3 separate regions of the Mus musculus genome follow, and all the other regions are linked to region 2. Evidence: chromatin contacts called from public ChIA-PET and HiChIP or PLAC-seq data. All regions are on one chromosome and are shown on one strand. Each heading gives the region's core, a stretch centred on a gene start, on an enhancer-like site or on the middle of the called end of the contact. The rest is flanking DNA. Distances are from core to core; before and after follow the strand shown. Region 1 holds the start of Qsox2 (quiescin Q6 sulfhydryl oxidase 2). Region 2 overlaps Nacc2 (nucleus accumbens associated 2, BEN and BTB (POZ) domain containing). Region 3 has its middle 5.6 kb from the start of Sohlh1.

Evidence for each region. ChIA-PET counts read pairs in DNA pulled down with a chosen protein or histone mark. HiChIP or PLAC-seq counts read pairs in DNA pulled down with a chosen protein or histone mark.
Region 1: an H3K27ac HiChIP or PLAC-seq map of embryonic stem cells shows a contact between it and region 2, with 6 read pairs. The contact joins the promoter of Qsox2 here to the enhancer-like site in region 2. A contact is called at or near these places in 1 of 39 promoter capture datasets (cranial neural crest), 2 of 15 datasets of contacts at CTCF or cohesin (embryonic stem cells and pro-B cells), 16 of 484 Hi-C or Micro-C datasets (CD4 T cells, the G1E-ER4 cell line, the HL-1 cell line and 8 more), 8 of 115 datasets of contacts at active chromatin or transcription factors (bone marrow-derived macrophages, embryonic forebrain, embryonic midbrain and 2 more) and 4 of 9 other capture datasets (adipose tissue, embryonic stem cells, liver and 1 more).
Region 3: a contact with region 2 is called in an RNA polymerase II ChIA-PET map of memory CD8 T cells, with 8 read pairs. The contact joins two enhancer-like sites. A contact is called at or near these places in 4 of 484 Hi-C or Micro-C datasets (the G1E-ER4 cell line, the N1E-115 cell line, psoas muscle and 1 more), 1 of 115 datasets of contacts at active chromatin or transcription factors (memory CD8 T cells) and 2 of 9 other capture datasets (liver and pancreatic islet).

The regions. Positions count from the first base shown.
Region 1 is chr2:26,235,977-26,238,676 of GRCm38.p6, reverse strand. It overlaps Qsox2 (quiescin Q6 sulfhydryl oxidase 2), which reads left to right and starts at 1,278. Exons shown (of 12, transcript NM_001302956.1): 1 at 1,278-1,634. The coding sequence starts at 1,325.
Region 2 is chr2:26,053,915-26,056,614 of GRCm38.p6, reverse strand. It overlaps Nacc2 (nucleus accumbens associated 2, BEN and BTB (POZ) domain containing), which reads left to right. Exons shown (of 6, transcript NM_001037098.1): 6 at 1-1,079. Among named protein-coding and RNA genes, the nearest start is that of Ubac1, 34 kb to the right of the region's middle. Within about 2 kb of position 1,349, at least 41 of the 459 cell types and tissues checked have an H3K27ac peak or open chromatin away from gene starts, as enhancers often do. A contact at or near this core is called in embryonic stem cells, memory CD8 T cells and nephron progenitors, where this site is marked.
Region 3 is chr2:25,851,496-25,854,235 of GRCm38.p6, reverse strand. No RefSeq gene overlaps it. Among named protein-coding and RNA genes, the nearest start is that of Sohlh1, 5.6 kb to the right of the region's middle. Within about 2 kb of position 1,380, at least 55 of the 459 cell types and tissues checked have an H3K27ac peak or open chromatin away from gene starts, as enhancers often do. A contact at or near this core is called in memory CD8 T cells, where this site is marked.

The DNA.
Region 1 (2,700 bases), core at 29-2,528, 180 kb before region 2:
GGATATTTGATCACAATGTAAACCCCAAGACTGTGTTATTTACTGAGAATAAAACCGGTTTCTAGTTGTGGTGTGGCTCAGCCCTTAGCACACACCTTTAATCCATGAGCTTTCTGTTTATTGTAAACAGTATAGATTAGATATAGATATAGATATAGATATAGATATAGATATAGATATAGATAGGCTTTTCAAGACAGGGTTTCTCTGTATAGCCCTGGATGTCCTGGAACTCACTCTGTAGACCAGGCTGGCCTCGAACTCAGAAATCTGCCTGCCTCTGCCTCCCAAGTGGTGGGATTAAAGGTATGCGCCACCACGCCTGGTTTATTGTAAACAATATTAAATAGGTCAAGAGGAAGAACAAGAGACCAGTTGACAGGGAGTGAAGTAGGAAAAACCGTACAGTGAGAGATCAGGTAGACAAACAGGAAGTAGAAGAGATTACATATTCTCTCTAGTGTTTGGAGAAAGCAGAACATTAGCATAGGAAAGTAGACTGAGTGATTGGAGAAGCCAGACATGGTGGTGCACATGTGTAATCCCAGTCCAGGGAGGCAGGAGGACAGATTCAGGCACATAGTGAACTCCATGCCAGCCTTAGAACCCTGTCTAAAAAAGAAGAGTCAGGTCTACCTCTCCTTTCTACCATCTTAGCAGGAAGCCAGCCAACTTTACCAGGTGGTTCTACTGTATCATGTGGGTTATAAAAAGGTCAAGGGATCATCGTGGATGTTTGAAGTTGACAGGTAAAATCATAGGTTGCATGTAAAATCTAGGATTCATGCTACATAAGAAATACAGGCATATAGCAAATATTTTTTCGATCTGTTTTTGTCCTATTAAATCTGCATTTCAGACTGAAAATCTTGGCCTGGTGTTTACTCAACATTCAACATGGCACGGGCTATTTCCCCTTGCTAAATCTGGCTACTTAGGCCCAGGACTTTCACTAGGTGAAAATTGCTTGCGGGTTTTAAGATTTTTAAGAGTTTTTTTTAATTGGGATAGGGCCAATGACCAGAGGCAGGGGCGGGGCCAGGAGCACAGGGGCGGAGCAGACTTAAGGAATGAGGCGGGGCCTACATTCTGGGGCGGGAACAATGTTCGGGGGCGGAGCAAAAAAGCGAGCTGTGCGGGACCTGGAATGACCAGTGCTGGGGAGGGGGGTCAAATTACGAGGGCGGGGCGAGAACGAAGAGTAGTGCCTGGGAAGATTAGCGGATTCGGGGGCGGGGCTAGTGCCTAGGGCGGGACCGGCGCGCGCAAGCACGTGACGCCGGTTGCCAGGGTGAAAGGTCAACGCGCCGGCGGCACTCCCAACATGGCTGCCGCCCGGGCTGTGGCGCGGGATCCAGGAGCTTATGCGCGGCAGCCACCGTCTCTTCGAGCCGCGCGGCTGCCGCGGCTGCTCTTCCTGCTGGCGGTGGTGGCGGCAGTGGGGCCCCGGGAGGGCGGCGGGGCGCGGCTCTACCGCGAGGGCTCAGACGCCGTGTGGTTGCTGGACAGCGGCAGCGTGCGGTCGGCCACGGGCAACAGCTCAGCCGCGTGGCTGGTGCAGTTCCACTCGTCGTGGTGCGGCCACTGCATCGGCTACGCACCCACCTGGCGAGCGCTGGCGGCGGACGTGCGAGGTGAGGGCCCCGCGCGCCGGTGGACGTTCCTCCGACGCAACAGCTACGTGGGCGAAGCCCCACAGATGGGGCCGATGGCTTTCCTGAGGTCGCCAGCTCAGAACACCGACTTCAACATGTCCCCAACCACTTATCCTAGCCACTACCCGATCAGTTTGACTTTCCCCATACCCAGCAATTGCATTTCAGAGGCTACCCTCTCCACTCAGGAAGGTCCCCATTCCTGTCAAACCTCAGCCTCGTTTGCTAGGTAGCCGACCATATGGTGGGCATTGGGCTGAGAAACTTAGATACCCACTCTGGGGACTGCTCTGCAACAGCAGAAAGTTTACAAAGCGTCTTCTTGCTGGGCTTCTGGGTCACTAGCCATAGCTTTCAGGAAATCTTCCCATATATGTTTAGTTACTCACCTTTGTAGAACTCAGACCCCTTGGAGCAGCTCCTGTAAATGGAATTTAAGTGGCCTTCCCAGCACTGGCTTACATTTGGCTTCACTGGCTTACAACTGTTGAACTAACCTCTAATTACAGATCTCTCAGGGCAAGACAACAAATTGTTACTCTTTTTCCTGCACCTTTGGTTTTAGGTCTGATGTTGAACACTGCTGTGTTCTTCTTAAACAGATTTGCAAAGAAGCCCTTTTTCCAAGTACGCAATTGCAGATGACTATTTTAAAATGTTTACCCTCTCTTTCCTCATTGTTGGGGCACTTTGACTTATATTTTTTTATTTTTTTGAGACAGTTTCATGACGTTGTCCAGGCTGGCCTTGAATCCATTGACCTCTGCTTTGGTCCTTATGTAGAATCTAATGACATTGTTCTCTTGGGTCGTAAGTTTTCTTTTTCTTTCTTCTTAATACTTAATTTGTTTTGAATTACATGGGCGTGGGTGTGTGCAGGTGAGTGCAGTTTCCCTTGGAAGGCAGAGGTTTTGGATTCCCTGCAGCTGGAATCAGAGGTGGAGGGAGCTGGGAATGACACTCCAGACTGAAAGAGCAGTGTGTGGGGTTTTCTTTGTTTGCCTCTTTATTTATAGTTTTTCAAGCCAGGGATTCTCTGTGTAGT
Region 2 (2,700 bases), core at 100-2,599:
CCTTCCCAAGCCCAGTGCATGTTGTGCTCTGCCCCACTGTCCTCTGCTTGGGTTCCCTAAAGATGGTGATTCTTAGCTGACTTGGGGAAGAGCAGGTGGCCTATCAACCAGCTGAAAACTCGAAAGACCCTGTTAGAACCTGCTTGCCGCAGATCCCAGATGGGAATGGCGACAAGCACATGATCTGTCAGCTTTACGCACTTCACTTCGTGGAAAGGTGCTGCTGCTGGGTGGTTCTGCATGTCAGGCAGCTCAGCCTATGCTGCTAGAAGAAGGGCTCAGTACAAAGTGTTTCAAAAGTGGCAAAGGTGTTTGCTTTGTTTGTTTTGTTTTCCTAGAAAGGAAAAGGATGCAGGATCTAAAACCTTCTGATTGAATAGCCTCTGCTTGTGTCCCATTGGTCCCCTCACTGCAAGCTCGATTGTGATTTTTATGTCAAAGGAAGCCAAAATTTGCAATACTATTTTTAGCAGACAAAAAGATAACTCGGTATAAAATGTATAAATATTTTTGACTTGAACATTTTGGGTGTCTCTGGGTGCAAGAAGAACATTAATCCCTTCAGGGGGATGTTTGGAGAACAGGACCGGAGGAAGGGGGTTGTTTTGAAGGCACTGTCCAGGGGTTAAAGTAGCATCATAATTCATGACTGTTAGGAATTAAGTTAATAAAGTCAGTGCTCCCCTACCTCTAAGGAGGCCTTCACAGAACCACTGAGCTAGAGCAGACACCACATCTTGGCTTTCTTTTTAGGGAGGAGGAGGCTTTGGTTTTTGGTTTCTTTTGGTTTCCTTTTGTTTTGTCCCTCCAGCATCCTCCTCTCTCTGTGCTGTGACCCCCGTAGTGACAAGACTGTTACTTTGTAGCCATGGCTGAAAACATTGTATCTATAACAACAACAAAAAATAAAACAAACAAACACAGCTATGTCCGCAAGCCGACCAGGGAAACCCTAGAGCTTTGAGCCTGTGCTCAGAGCTGTTTCAGAAGTGGAAATCCATGACAAAAGGATGTTCTCGTTAACTGTAAGGCGCTTTGTAAAGTTCACATTTACAGAATAATAAAGTCAATTCAAACCCAGCTTTCCTGACCTTTGCTTGACCAGTGGGAATGGGGACACAGTATTGGAGAGAAGTTGGGAAGAGATTTAGCTGTGGAAGAACATGGGGCTGCCTGTCCCCAAAAAGTCGCTATTTGAGAGAGATATGAGGGTGCCACTGCCTAGACTGAGTAATGGTTTTATTCAATGTATTGTCTACAAAATGGCTCTTCCTCTTCATCTGGCCCACCTGCCCTCCCTCCTTTGGATGTGTGGCTCCCTATGTCCCCTCCCCTTGGCCAGGCCTGCCCCCAAGTGGGCAGAGGGACAATTGCATGTGGGTGGAGCTTATCTGGGCTGCACTGGGGTTCTGGGTTTAGGCCTGGCAGCTGTTCTTCCCTTGCCGTGGGTGAGCAGGCTTTAACATGAGTCTCGGAAGAGGGTCCTGGAAGCAGCCTCTGGGGTCTTACCCTGAACCCTGACTCTGTACGTCCCATTACTAAAGATGACTCCCTTCTGAACCTTATTGCTCATGCTTTTGCAGCCCGTGAGGGGTTTCCCCAGGGCCACTTTTGGTTACCTGATGGGATCCCAATCTCTGGCTCCCTTTCTATGCTTCATACTACCTGCTCTGTGGAGTTCGAGATAGATTCCCTAACTCACCTGTGTTTGTTTGTTTTTGTCTCATCTGGAGCTAGTAGGTCTGTGCCATGTATATGTCCCCAGAAAAAGGTGTCCTGGAGCCCTGTCCAGCACAGCATGGTCACTCTCCTCCTCCCCCTCCTCTCCTTCTTCCTCTTCCTTTCTTCGTCTTCCTTCTCTCTCTCCCCCACCCCTTTTCTGAGACAGGGTTTCTCTGTGCAGCCTCAGCTCTCCTGGAACTCACTCTGTAGACCAGACTGGCCTTGAGCTTAGAAATCCACCTGCCTCTGCCTCCCGAGTGCTGGGATTAAAGTTGTCCACCATCACCCAGCTCAATCGCCCTCTTAAAGGAGTGTTTGAGGTAGGATACTGGTTTAGGCTCATCCAGAGCCATCTCCTATGGGAGCCTCAATGCTCCCACCCTGTCCCCATCCAAATGCTCAAAGAACAAGGACACAGGTGTGAGAGGTGAGCATTAAGCCCCCCCCCTTTTACATCCTACCACCAACTCCAGCTTGGTCCAGAGTCAATGGATCCATGCCCACATTCAGGGGAGGGGCAGGGTGGGGGAACAATAGAGACACATCCCTTTTCAGGACATATTACCCTGGCTCTAAAATCCCTACCTCTGCAGCCACCACCCCCACCTAGCCTTCATCCACTCAGGCTGGATTCTTAGCCATGCACTTTGACTGTTAAGGAACCAGAAAGGGCATAGGCCAGAAGGCCCCAAGGCCTGTGGGGGTCAGGGAGTATTGATGCAAGACAGGTTTTGTCTTAACAGGAACTTTGAAATTGGTCACTCAGTGCATGTCAAATGCCAGAGTCATTCTGGCTTTCCAAGAAAGAGAAGGCTGTGAAGTGCCACTAGGGGTTTGACCCTGTGACCTGGAAGCCTCTGACAAAATCTGCTATGCTCAGGAAATGTGTATCAGTGTCTTGCGTGTGTGCACAGCCCCTTCCATCCCTTGTCCTTACCCTTTTAAGGAGGAAGCTGGTGTTTTAGCAGGTTCTTGGCT
Region 3 (2,740 bases), core at 131-2,630, 200 kb after region 2:
CAGAGTTCGAGCAGAACTGGGACTGGAGTCACCGGAAGTGACACTCAGTGGTATCTTTCTGTATCAACCAACTGGAAGGAAGAGAGGTGCCCTGGCTGTTGCAGAAAGCCAAGGGGCAAACATCACCCCTGGCACTACATCAAGGGTATGGACAAAGCTGAGTCCCGAGGATGCTCATGGCAAACGTGCCAGGGCACTTATGCGGAGGTCAGAGGGCATCTTTGTGGAGTCTCTTTGCCATGTGGTTTCTAGGGATGGAACTTAGGAATCTGGGAGTCTTGGTAAGTTTTACATTAACTTGACATACACTCATTAGTCATTTGGGACGAGGAAATCTCAGTAGAGAAAACACCCCCACTACAAAGGCCTGTGGGCAAGCCTGTGGGGCATTATCTTAACTGATGATGGATAATCAATGTGGGTCATGGTGGGAGGTACTACTGATGAGTGAAGCTGGCTGAGGGAGCAAGCCAATAAACAGTGTTCCTCCATGGCCTCTGCCTCAGTTCTCGCATCCAGGTTCTTGGCCTTCATGGGTTCGTGCCCTGACTTTCTGCAGTGACAGACTGTTACCTGGAAGTATGAAATGGAATAGACCCTTCCCTCCTCAAGCTGTTGTTAGTCATTTTGTTCTATCACAGCATGGAAACCCTAGGACACTGGGCTTCGTGGCAAATGCTACCTCACCAGGTCCAAAGGAAGATTCAAAGGCAAGGGAGCCACAGAGGACAAAGTCCAACACTGAGGTCCGCTTAACCACACACAGGGTCTGCCGTGTTCTCACTGGTTCTGGTTGTGCCTGGGAAGCTTGCTGCCCTCGGGAACGTGGCCTTACCTGTTTGAACACCAAGAAGACCAAAAGAAGCAATTGCAAAAGACAGCAAACCCATATGATCTAACTTCATCAACTAAAAATCTAAACTAGGTGGGTGTCTTAGTCTGGGTTTTATTGCTGTGAGGAAACACCATGATCAGAAAGCAAGTTGGGGAGGAAAGGGTTTATTTGGCTTACACTTCCAGATCATAGTCCACTGCTAGAGGAAGTCAGGACAGGAATTCAAACAGGACAGGAACCTGGAAGCAGGAGCTGATGCAGAGGCCATGGCAGGATGCTGCTTACTGGCTTGCTTTCCCTGGCTTGCTGAGTCTGCACTCTCGGGTATGCCGAGTAAATACCTAGGCTACATCTACAGTTGGCACTGGAATCCTGGGGACCATTCTGTTCCTTGCTCCTACCTCTGCCTCCTGGGTGGCTGCTGAGCTCCCTCCAGCTTTGGCTGTAGAGCTGTTGTCTGACTGTTCCTCTTGCCAGCCAGGGCTGCATGTGGGCCTGGGCCACTTCCTGCTGCCCTGGAGACACTGCTGCTTAACCACAGACCCAGAGGGCGAGCCAGGCTTGTACTCTGGCTGCAGGCCAAGATCAAGTTCTGTTTCTTAGTCTTCAGGGCCCAGAGGGTCCCGAGATGGCTGGGATCCAGGCTGTTCGGAACACACAGTTCCAGGAAAGGTCTGTGCTCTGGTGGGAAGTGTACTAGAGTGGTAGAGAGGAACTCTTTGCTTTAAGAAAGCAATGTCACCCAGGCAGTGGTGGCACATTCCTTTAATGCCAGCACTTGGAGACAGACAGGCAGATCTTTGAGTTTGAGGCCAGCTTGGTCTATAGGTATATTCAGGTATATATAGGTATATCCAAGACATCCAGGGGTACACAGAGAAACCCTGTTTTAAAAAACAACCAAAGAACTGAAACAGACAACAATGTCAAGGCCCCTCCGTCTGCCACACTGGCTGTCATCTTAGGGCTGAAAACCCCGAACCACACTCAGGTGCATAACAGAAGAGGACAATGTCTAGTGACCTAGGAGGACGTCTCTGGATCCCTACTTGTCAGCTATGATGAAGTCTGGGTATGTTAGCAGCATTGGTGCAGGGCTGATAGAGATGAACTGGAGACACTGTGAGAATCAAACTCCCTTGAGAAAAGTACTTCACATTTTCCAGCACCTATAAAACAGAGATACATCCAAGGCAGGGCTGATCCACTCAGGACTCTCAGCTCCTACCCCCAGGCCCCTGCTAAGGCCACTGTGAACTGCCAGTTTGGTATTACGAAGGGCTCACCCCCACCCCACCCCCACCCCCTACCCCCACCCCACCCCCACCCCCTACCCCCACTGCCGCCTTAACACCAGCCCTACGGTCCTGGCAGCAGCTCTGCCTGAAGGTTTGAGAGCAGATCTGTGCAGGGACAGAAGTCAGGCTCAGATTTGGAGGGTGGGGGCGGGAATGGAAGACTTGTGGACAGTGCCAGGTAGAAGATGCCACTAGTCCTGGAGCTGAAGCCCAGACTGCAAGGACGCAGTGTCCCTGCTTGGACTGCAACCAGGCAGCAAATTGTGACACCAAATCACAGAGATATGTGGCAGAGGGTCCCCAAACAGCAAGGTCACAGAAACCAGAGAGCCCTCCCGGGGTTACTCTGCCTGGCAGGCAGCTCTTGATTGGTTCTAGCCAGGGGCGGGCCAGGTGCTCTCTACTTCCCAAGGACACTGTCTGCTTTCAGAGCATTTGCTCCCAACCCCACATTGTCTCACCTAGGACTTCTAGGAATGTCTCTGGCCTTTAAAGATCCAGGTGAAAACCTGGGCCTTCACCCAGAATGGTCCTCAAAGACAGGGCAAACTGTCAGCAGCGGCAGCATCCCCGGACTCCCTTTCAGTATGCTTGGCCTCAGAAAAGC